Regions from separate parts of the Sus scrofa genome. Here all the other regions are linked to region 3. The links are chromatin contacts, called in public HiChIP or PLAC-seq maps. All regions are on one chromosome and are shown on one strand. The core of a region is the stretch at or near the end of the contact, and the rest is flanking DNA. Distances in the headings are between cores, read along the strand shown.

What was found. HiChIP or PLAC-seq counts read pairs in DNA pulled down with a chosen protein or histone mark.
Region 1: a contact with region 3 is called in an H3K27ac HiChIP or PLAC-seq map of alveolar macrophages. The contact joins the promoter of MAML2 here to the enhancer-like site in region 3. A contact is called at or near these places in 3 of 5 promoter capture datasets (fetal liver, fetal skeletal muscle and liver), 3 of 47 Hi-C or Micro-C datasets (embryonic fibroblasts, heart right ventricle and skeletal muscle) and 2 of 2 datasets of contacts at active chromatin or transcription factors (alveolar macrophages and skeletal muscle).
Region 2: a contact with region 3 is called in an H3K27ac HiChIP or PLAC-seq map of alveolar macrophages. The contact joins two enhancer-like sites. A contact is called at or near these places in 2 of 2 datasets of contacts at active chromatin or transcription factors (alveolar macrophages and skeletal muscle).

Annotation. Positions count from the first base shown.
Region 1 is chr9:28,371,187-28,374,397 of Sscrofa11.1, reverse strand. It overlaps MAML2 (mastermind-like protein 2), which reads left to right and starts at 1,416. Exons shown (of 4, transcript XM_021102335.1): 1 at 1,416-3,211. The coding sequence starts at 3,200.
Region 2 is chr9:28,353,333-28,356,441 of Sscrofa11.1, reverse strand. The region is part of intron 1 of MAML2 (mastermind-like protein 2); the gene reads left to right. Among named protein-coding and RNA genes, the nearest start is that of MAML2, 18 kb to the left of the region's middle. Within about 2 kb of position 1,726, at least 10 of the 83 cell types and tissues checked have an H3K27ac peak or open chromatin away from gene starts, as enhancers often do. A contact at or near this core is called in alveolar macrophages, where this site is marked.
Region 3 is chr9:28,163,454-28,166,894 of Sscrofa11.1, reverse strand. The region is part of intron 1 of MAML2 (mastermind-like protein 2); the gene reads left to right. Among named protein-coding and RNA genes, the nearest start is that of MTMR2, 190 kb to the right of the region's middle. Within about 2 kb of position 1,969, at least 6 of the 83 cell types and tissues checked have an H3K27ac peak or open chromatin away from gene starts, as enhancers often do. A contact at or near this core is called in alveolar macrophages, where this site is marked.

The DNA.
Region 1 (3,211 bases), core at 167-2,666, 210 kb before region 3:
GTAATACCTCTCCCTCAGGATTTGGGTAGATTAAGGGAGAAATCAGGGAAGTACTGTGCCTGAAACTGAGTGTAAATAAATAGTAACTGATGTGAATGGAAATGAGGATGTGGATGATGACGTCAGCTTGAAATCAAATGGCCATAAGTTTAAATGTGTATAAAAGACATTGTAGAGGAGTGTCCTACACCATTAGAATATAGAATGAAAATTTATCAAATTCTTGCTTGACCAAGTTCTTAAGGTATGTCCCTATCTAGCATAGAAATCAAAGTTTATATAAGAGTTGCAGATTTGACTAAGGACTCTGTTATTAATCAAAACCCATGCTATTGCAGGACTGTACAGTGAATGGTAAGTTTTAGATTTAATTTTTTCTCTTTTGTCAAGTATTACTGCTGGATATAAAGTGTCAGGAGTGGTAGAAAGAAAGTAATGTCTAATGGATGCACCTTTAAAAAAATGTAATATGATCGAAACTCATTCACTTTTTAATGAGGAATTCTTTTTAATAGAGGGAATTCTCTATTCAAATTTGCATACCCAACAACAATATATTTCTGCCTTTCTTCTTGAGTGGTGAGGAACTTAGCCTTGGAAGAGACAGATAAAATATGTTCCAATGAAAAGTAGCAAAGTTATATGCCATCAGAATGCACTTGTTCCTGGTTCCAAACTAACATTCCAGGATTTGTGAAAATGAAATGGACCAATGTAGGCCAGCCTAAAGAGAACTAAACTATAGATAAATCCAGTCTTAAAATGTTTGCTTTGATTTTGCCCATTCATTTCTCTTCAACTCAGTTTGAAGTAGGACCGTGTTATTGAAATGGCAGAGTTGGTTTAGATTAAAAAAGCCCCATTGCTTGAGACCTCAAATTGAAATGACTTCCAAGTTAGGATACATAGAACATTTATGGTCCTGATTATAATAACAGTGTGCTCATCTTAATTTATTCTCCGTAACTGACAACAAACAGAATTCAGTATACTTTTGGAGACCTTAAAGGTAGGATTGTCTGAAGAGGGGACAACATTCAGTGTCTGAGATTTGGTTTGTGTTATTAAACTTCTTGAAACTACTGCTAACGGAATGATTTTCCTCATTATAGATGTAAATCGGACAGCTGTGGAGACCTCAGATCTTGCATTTTTGGTTCGTCGTAGGCAAACTTGTATTTTCAAGGAAATCTTTTTTTTTCCCCTTCTAGAACTGGTATTGGTAATTTCACCATGGTAGAGTATTTTATTTTTATTGCTACTGATTCGCTCGTAATCCCCTATTGACTTATCAGAGACGCACACCACAGGCGGGCAGGTAGACTGACACTCTCCTGCCCTTTAGGAGCTGAGGGTGCGAGTTCCTCTCCCCTCCCCCACCCTCCCCCCCTCCCCGACCCGCGCGCACACACCCTGTGTCTCCCTGACACGAATGAGCGTTTCCTCCGTGCTCACCCAACTCTCGCTAAGGTGCTCAGGGGTGTCATCGACAACATATTGAAAAATGAAAATGACATCCTCGGGGGCAAGGGCGGGGAGAACGGAGGTCTGCATGGGAAAATACATTCCCTGGGCGGGAATTTCTTCAACGTTTCGAGCTCGTGAAGTCGTCGGGTAGAGGCTGGGGAATTTCCCCAGCCTTCCCCCCTCCCCCACCCCCGAGCCCAGTCGGAGGCCGAGCTGCGCGCGCCGCGGAGATGCGCAGGCTTTGGGATTCACCTCTTCAGCCGCTGGGAGGCCCTCTGCGTTCCCCTTTCCCCGGCGCCGGCCGCCTGGCTCGCCCGTGCAGTGGCACCCGCCTTCCACCAGGGAGCCTCGGGCCAGCTCTCCCCCCGCCCTCCGCCCCCCCACCCCCCTCTGCAGCTCGCTGGCTCTCTCTTTCTCCCTCTGTCTCACTCTCTTTCTCTCCCTCTCCTATCGGAGCACAATGAAAGCCTGTGTATCGCCGTGACTCCGGGCAGCGGAGCCAGTGTCAGCCAAGCGGCGAACAACAGACGGGAAAGAGAAAGGAAAAGACCAGCTACTTTCTTTTCCATCTCTAAAGCGGAGCAATCCAAGAGGTAGAACCACATTGCTTATTGAGAGTCCAGACCCTCAGATCCACTGGCCGGGGATGGAATGTACAAAAGTGGACAGAAAAGTGGCTGGACATGACTCGGTGCAATTTGCTGGAAGTTTGTAAGTTTGACCATCGTTTGTAAATTACTCTCGGAAGAGTTTGTCTCTCTTGATACTGTATTAGAATCGAGCCGGGGGTGAGGAATAGAAACGTAAGCGGGAAAGGAAAAAAAAATGTGTTGAAGGATTCTCTTCTCAGTGGCTAGTGACTTCAGACTGCTTTCATTTAAGGCTGGGAAACCTTAGAGGGAATGAGGATTTTTACCGGTGATTGGATTAGCTGAAGAAAAAAGCATGGTCCAAAAGTCCAATTACTGACATTAACAATTGAAAAGCCGTCTCCCTCTTTGGGGAGAAGACAACATCCTACAGTACCCCCCCCCCCAAGAGGAGAAAACACCGGAGCGAAGGGAAAGGGAGGAAAAATTAAAAGCCAAAAGACAGTCTCTCTTGATTTTTGTACGTTTTGAGCATTGACTTCAAAAAGCGTCTGAAACAGCACTTTAAAAAAAAAAAAAAAAACCTGAGGAAAAGTAAATGCTGTGGGTTACATAGATCATGGTAGAAATGTGTTTCTCTGCAGAAACAACCCCATAAAGAATCTTCGGAAACAACTAGGTGAGGGGGGGGCCAGCTCTCTATTAACACCTCTCTCATTTCCCTTTGCTGTCTGTTTCTGTCTCTCGCTTGACCATCCCTGAATTCTTGCTCTACCCTCGCCCCCCCCATCTTGTGTTTACAAAGTACCTAGTGGCTCTTGTCAGCTTGGTGGGGGGAAAGCCCCCACTAACTCTGGCCAACTTCTCCAGAGCTGTCAAGTGCAATTAGAGTAAGTTGATCAGGGTTTGTTTCCCACTTAGCCTCTGCCATTGGTTTCCATTCTTTCTCCTCACCCTCTTTTTACTAACTCCCCTCCCCCATACCTTCTCCCCGTCCCCCCTCCAAACCTCTGAAGACCTCTATTCATGTGGCCCTGAACACTGAGCGCGCACATTGTCAAAAGCAGATTTGCCTGCAATAACCAGCCATTGCCTCCTTCCCCCTCACCATCCCAGAGGCAGCAATCATTGTGTCCAGTAAGATGGGGGACACA
Region 2 (3,109 bases), core at 477-2,976, 190 kb before region 3:
CACAGCAGCAACTGGAGCCACGGCAGTGGCAATGCCGGATGCTGAACCTACTGACCCACACGGGAACTCACTATATATCACTAAGTTTCTAATGACACTAAAATATATAACGTTATATATAAAAACAGTAGTTTTTAATCACACTAAGGCATATATGTATGTATTGTGGATATCTATAGATATGGATATGGGATATGGATATGCCTTAGTGTGATTAAAAACATGACTCCATGTGCTACAACCATTTGAAACATACAGGGGCATGATGACCTTTTAAGATTGTTCCCAGATTGGAATTTCTGTCGTGGCTTAGCGAAAACAATCTGACTAGCATCCATGAGGATGCAGGTGCGATTCGTGGCCCCGCTCAGTGGGTTAAGGATCTGGCATTGCCATGAGCTGTGGTGTAGGTCGCAGATGCAGCTTGGGTCTGGCGTTGCTGTGACTGTGGTGTAGGCCGGCAGCTACAGCTCCGATTTGACCCCTAGCTTGGGAACTTCCATATGCCTCAGGTATGGCCCTAAAAAGACAAAAAAAAAAAAAAAAAAAAAGGAGCCCTAGAAATCAGACTCTCAGGGTATTAAAAAAAAAAAAGATTGTTTCCAGATTGAAATTCTAAAGCCCAATATCTCATGAATAGAAAATATTGGTGCAAGGAGGAGGATAATGGCATAGAAGTTACATACATTGAGTGCCTTGCTGTATGCTGGATCCTATGTCAGGCCTTTGGGCCACCTAGGAGAGGCAAAGTTCTTGTTGGATGATGTCTATATTTTAATGAGAAAGGGTGCACGGACAGAGAGTCAACAAACAAATGAAAGAATGAGATCAATTTAACTAGTGATAAATAATGTACAGTTCTTTGTTCCTTAAGGTGGCTGATTGGAGAATGATTTGGGTTCATTAAAATGAAGTAAACACTCTGAGAAGTGACACATGATAACCCTAAACAAACGGTTACCTTCAGAGCTAGAAGATGGTCTCCTTTGCCAGTGCTGCTCTGAGCCTGGACGGCTGCCTGCACAGTGGTCCAGGCTGTGTGCTGCTTTGGTTAGTCTGTGCAAGATGCTGGTTCTGATGCTTCTAAGGAGGAGGGTGGCCATGTCAGCATCTTCTGTTCCTTGAAGCTATTGTGATCATTTTGTTAGAAGTCATTGAGGCTTGAGAATGAAAGAGGAATGGCTGAAAGGCTTCTTTTGAGGAAAAGAAGAATATCATCTCTCTTTAGCCATAGAAACAGGAAAGAAAGGGTCAGGAGATGAGCACCTGGGCCAGAAGGAAGTGGAGGCATAGCAGGCTCTCTCAGGAGGCAGGCAGAAGTGGTAACTGGTTTGCAATAGTCATCATATCATCATCCTACAGGTATACAACCATTATTGTCCACACAGAAACCCCGTGTTGTAAATAAGGTGAGTGTAGCTTTTTTATACTATACAGAGCAGCTGAGAAATACTACTAATGTCTTTATTTTTGAATGGCAAATTTTCAGTTTATCGAATGTGTACACACAAGTTAACTCTGTTTATTCTCTGGGGTATTATTATACTCATTTTAGAGACTGGTAAGAGGCTTGAATTGGCCTATGCTAACTCTGCTAGTGTGTTGAGCCACTGTCCTGACCTCTGGGTTCTGCAAGGCACACAGCTGACAGAGTGGAGTAGCTGGGCCCCAAATGCACCACCGAATTTGCATCTAAGATGAGGACATAGAGTGTCTTGAGCTCCCAGAAGCACACCCACACATATTTTGAAGCAATGACTCTCCAAGAAAGAATGGAAATCATGAATGGAATGAGGATGTCAGACACCCAGGGCACATCAAATCTAGAAAAGGGAGGCTGGAAAAAGACAGTCTTGTGTTTTTTTTTTTTTTTAATTTTAAATTTTTAAAAAATTCATTAATTTGTAAGAATACAAGGCAAAGTGAGAAAACATTTTGAATTTATGAAAGCCTGCACTTTGCTACCTTTATTTCTTATGAGTCTAGTGAGTCAACCCGCAGGTCTGGGGAGAGAGGGCTCCAAGGTTGTTATGAAAAGAAACTTGATCCTGAATCAAAGAAGCAGATTCATCTCTGAAACCAAGATTGGTCTAAGTTTTTCTCCTTGCTGTTGCTTATTTTGGAATCAGATCTTAGATGGAGCTTAAGGGAGAGACCTGCTACTCTGCTGAAAAGTGATTTTGAATGCATTCAGATCCAGATTGAATGTATTTTTTTATGCTGATGGTGGGTGTTTTCTCATTACCTTGAAAAAAATATAGGGCTTCATAGTTGTTAAGATTTTTACTTCAAGGTGGAGAAGTGCCTTATTTATCTTTGTATTTCCATTGTCATAACAGTGTCAGACATCACATAAGCAAGTATTTGGTAAATGTTGAACTAAACTGTGGGGAGCATGCATTTTTAAAGGACCTCAACCCTTTATATTTCTATGGCTAAATGTTCTCTGCACCAGCTGTGAAACACTGATCTTTGAGGTATTCCTTTGGTCCAATATTTTTTAATCAGATTGATTAAATGTTTAACATGTCAGGTACTCTTCTAAGTGTTTTTGGAGTATCAACCCAAGTTTCCTCGTAATCACATTATCAAGTGGGTTGGTGTGATCTTATTTCCATTTGACAGATGAGGAAGTTGAGGTGTGAGATCTGCCAGGTCACTCAGTCAGATATGGTGGAGTTGGGTTTGAGCAGAGTGGATGATGCCACTGTCTGTGTGTCTAGTCATGGTTTCTGACTACCTCTAGAAGGTAATTACACATGCGATCTCAGACTGCAGCTCACACATGAGCCAAGCCTGAGTTTGAAAGCCATGTGCAGCAAGACATCTGAAAGTTAATAACAATTAAGACCAACTCATCCTCCAAAGTGCAGAGAGAATTCAGAATGAATGCCTACAGGTCACAGATTACTCTTTGAAACAGCTGCCATTCCCATATTTTTTAAGAGTTAGAAAGTGCTTGAACATGTAGGATCTGTGAGTGACAAATATGTTTCAACTTGCATCCCAGGGAAGGTTGGAAGTTGTCACCTGGTGGGCTGTATTGAGGATTCTAAGGAAATATCTAAGCTCTGTGGGAAAGCAGGCCATGGTAGTTCATTATTGATAT
Region 3 (3,441 bases), core at 720-3,219:
AACCGAGTCTGTGACCTACACCACAGCTCAGCAGCTCGAGACAACGCCCAATCCCTGGCCCACTGAGCAAGACCAAGGATTGAACCCTCATCCTCATGGATACTAATGGGATTCATCTCCGCTGTGCCACAACAGGAACTCCTACCATGGCCATTTCTTAGTCATTCTGTTTAAAATAGGAATAACAGAGGCCAAAGAGCAGTTATAACACTGTGCCTTGATGAATATTGTAGGGAAAAGTATGGGAGGGGAAATGATTTCATGGAAAGAGACTGCTTTTTGATATGCTGAAGATTAAAAGGGTATTAAACAGTAAAAGAACCAAGTGTTACGGGCCAATATATCTGATAATTTTCAAGTTTAACCTAATTCTAATTTTCTAATTTTCTCATAATAAAACACATTACCTAGGTAATTAACATTAACCATAAACACCCACACAGTTTCCTCTCTCTTTCTCTCTCCTTCCCCTCCCTCCATCTTTCTCTGTCTGTCTGTCTGTCTGTCTCCTCTCTCTCTCTCTCTCTCTCTCTCACACACACACACACACAGTGTGTGTCATGTGTTAAAATGGAGACTGAATGGTCAGTGCATTTGTGGACAGTACAATGCTTGTTATTCTTCTTCTATCTGAAAGGCAAGAAACAAAGAAATTCCACAGCTTAGATCATGTGAGGAAACTCTCTCTGGCTCCTAGTAAATTTGTCGTCCAGTTCTCAAAATGCACAGGCTAAAGTAAACTTAGACTCTTATCCAAAGTCTTTGCTGAGAAAACAAAGGAATTAGGTTTTCCCTAAAGATTTTCCTAAACCAGTCAGATTCCCATCTTTTGATCCAGGCATATTAAAGACACTAAGAGAAACTTCATCTTGGGAATTACTATTTTAAACAAAGGCCCAAAACAGTGGTGTCTATTTTTAAAGCCGCCTCATTCCTCTCCGGTAACCAAGCACAAGGTAATTTGAATTCTGTTTCCAGTTAAGACGGCTAACTCGATTCTACTCTGCAATTCAGGGGTCTGTCTTTTATACTTGATTTCTATGATGTTAGGTATATACAACATTTCCTTGCCTTTTAACCCGGTTTCCGCTTACAATTTTCTGTGTATCTGAGATCTATACTGTGACTTGCCTGAACCCATGGAAAACTGACGACATTGAAAGAGAATTGTTATAGTTAAGCTTCCCGATGGCACTTTTCAAAAACAGCAGTGGAAAAAAAAAAAAAAACACAAAAAACAACCCAAGGCCCTCGTCAGATGTGATTTTTGGCAGACACTTCACTCAGGCTGCTCAAGGTGTCCCCAGAAATTATAAACCCTCAAAGGTGTGTTCAGGGTACAGTAAATAAATCAAGATAAATTATTTTAATGTTCAACCTATTGATTCAGTTCTCTGCTCTGCAAGTTTTTAGTAACATGGATTTCGATCTAAGTGAAAGGTCAGCTTTGAAGTAAGTGTAAAGATATTTACAGGAAACGAGGCAGAAAGTGAGCTTTCAGCCGTTTTCAAATGTCTCTGTTACTCAGGAGAAAATGAACTGTGTCATCAGTCAAAAGAACAGCAGATGCTTACCTTCATATATTAAAGTGGAATAAATACCGTACCAGCAGTATGCTATTAACTCTGAAATTTGAAATTCACTAAAGTATGTTTTCCCCAACTTTGCCTGTGAATGCAGGAAATAAACAACTGTGAATTAAGATTCCAAGTAAATAGGTAGCAGTTGTAGTTCGGGGGGAGATGGGGAAGACTGCCAAGATGAAATCATCGTGGTGGATTTTTTTTTTTCCAGTCTGGGATGCTAACTAGACATTTGTGATAACTCCGTAATCAACAACATCTTTAAATATTTAATTTCTTGTCAGTTGTTATCTAAATTGACTTCAACTCATGTTTATGTAAGTGTGTATGTATTACATACAGACATATGACTAGATCTGTCAGAGGGAAGTGGCAAATTGAAGCAATCATGTGGCTCATTCTGCAGGGAAAAAAGAAAGAGGAGAAGCCTGGTGGGGAGGAAAAAGGACAGTTTAGGAAACTGTAAATTAACATGTACATTTAGGTATAGTTTCCTGAAATGATAGGTCTAACTACAGACCTTGGAGTTCTTCCTACTCTGGTCCATCAGATTGATTTCTGGATGTTTAGATGGTCACATATAAGTGAGTTCACTGGCACCTTAGTGTAGGACTACTTGGCTCCATGTTGGTCCTCACTTAACTGGGTCAGTGACCGAAGTTTAGTTCAACAGTAGTTTAGTTCAACAGTAATTTAGTTCAATAAATATCTACGAGGTACTTATGGTGTTTCCGGCCCTTAGAGCAGGGGCCACAGTTCATTTCATTATAAACTGTAAGACATTTTGTTGCTGTTAAAATGATCCCCTGGTCTGATGCCCAAAGCAATAACAGAAAAGTAAAATGCGATACAAGACCTCTGGCTTACACATTCCATTGCCTGATACGAGGATCTCCTGAGCAGTGAACCAGAAGAATCCCTCCTCCAGAGGTAGGAAGGAACAAGCCATTCTCATTAGGAATCGCATAAATTATAAGAAAAGCTGACCTTTAAGTAGTCAGTTACTTTTTACCTCCAGCACAAAAGTACCATAAAATCATCACCACAGTTTACAAAAATTAAAAAGACCTGGGTTAGAACCTCACTTCTGCCACCTAGTAGATAAGTGAAATTGAGAAAATTTAAATGTCTAAGGATCCATTTTCTCCTCTAAGATGTAATAATAAGATTGAACTCATAGGCTGGATGTGTAGTTGAAAGGAACTAATGTGTATCTAGTTTGGGTACAATACCTGGCATTGGGTAAAGGTTCAATAAATACCAGCTGTTATTACCATTCTCCACCCCCATCTTCTGCTGTCATTAGGCAACCTGAGAGGCTGCAGGCACTGTGGATTTAATGCCTTGTACATGCCTGAAGCTCAGTTTTTAGAAGGCACCCTTGCTGCTTCTTGCAATGATGTTGTGGCCAATGAGGAAATAGCAGACGGTGGTATTTGTGTCTTTCCATGGTAACCATTTCTATTTACCCCTCTTAGCTGGAGGAAATTAAGGCAATATCAGCTGAATTAGTTGGAACATGCCATTCACTTCTCAACCACAATGTGGTAAGAAAGAATGGAGAAGATCACTATAAAATTTCTTTGTATCAAGTAGTTGGAAATGTCAGATAGAATTTGGAGGAAAGAAGGATAAATTAATTTATATACAGCAAAACTTTGTTGACTAATTTTTTAATTTCAATATACTATTTGGGTAAGAAAGTGGCTGATTTTAAATATATAAGACGCATGATTTTCTCAGCAAAGAAGTCATTCCAGAATCTTGAAGACACTTGGAACCTTTAACTTGCTAAGGAAGAAAGATAATATACCAGTAAATAAATAAACAAAAACCGAAGTATTTATAGTTGGTAATA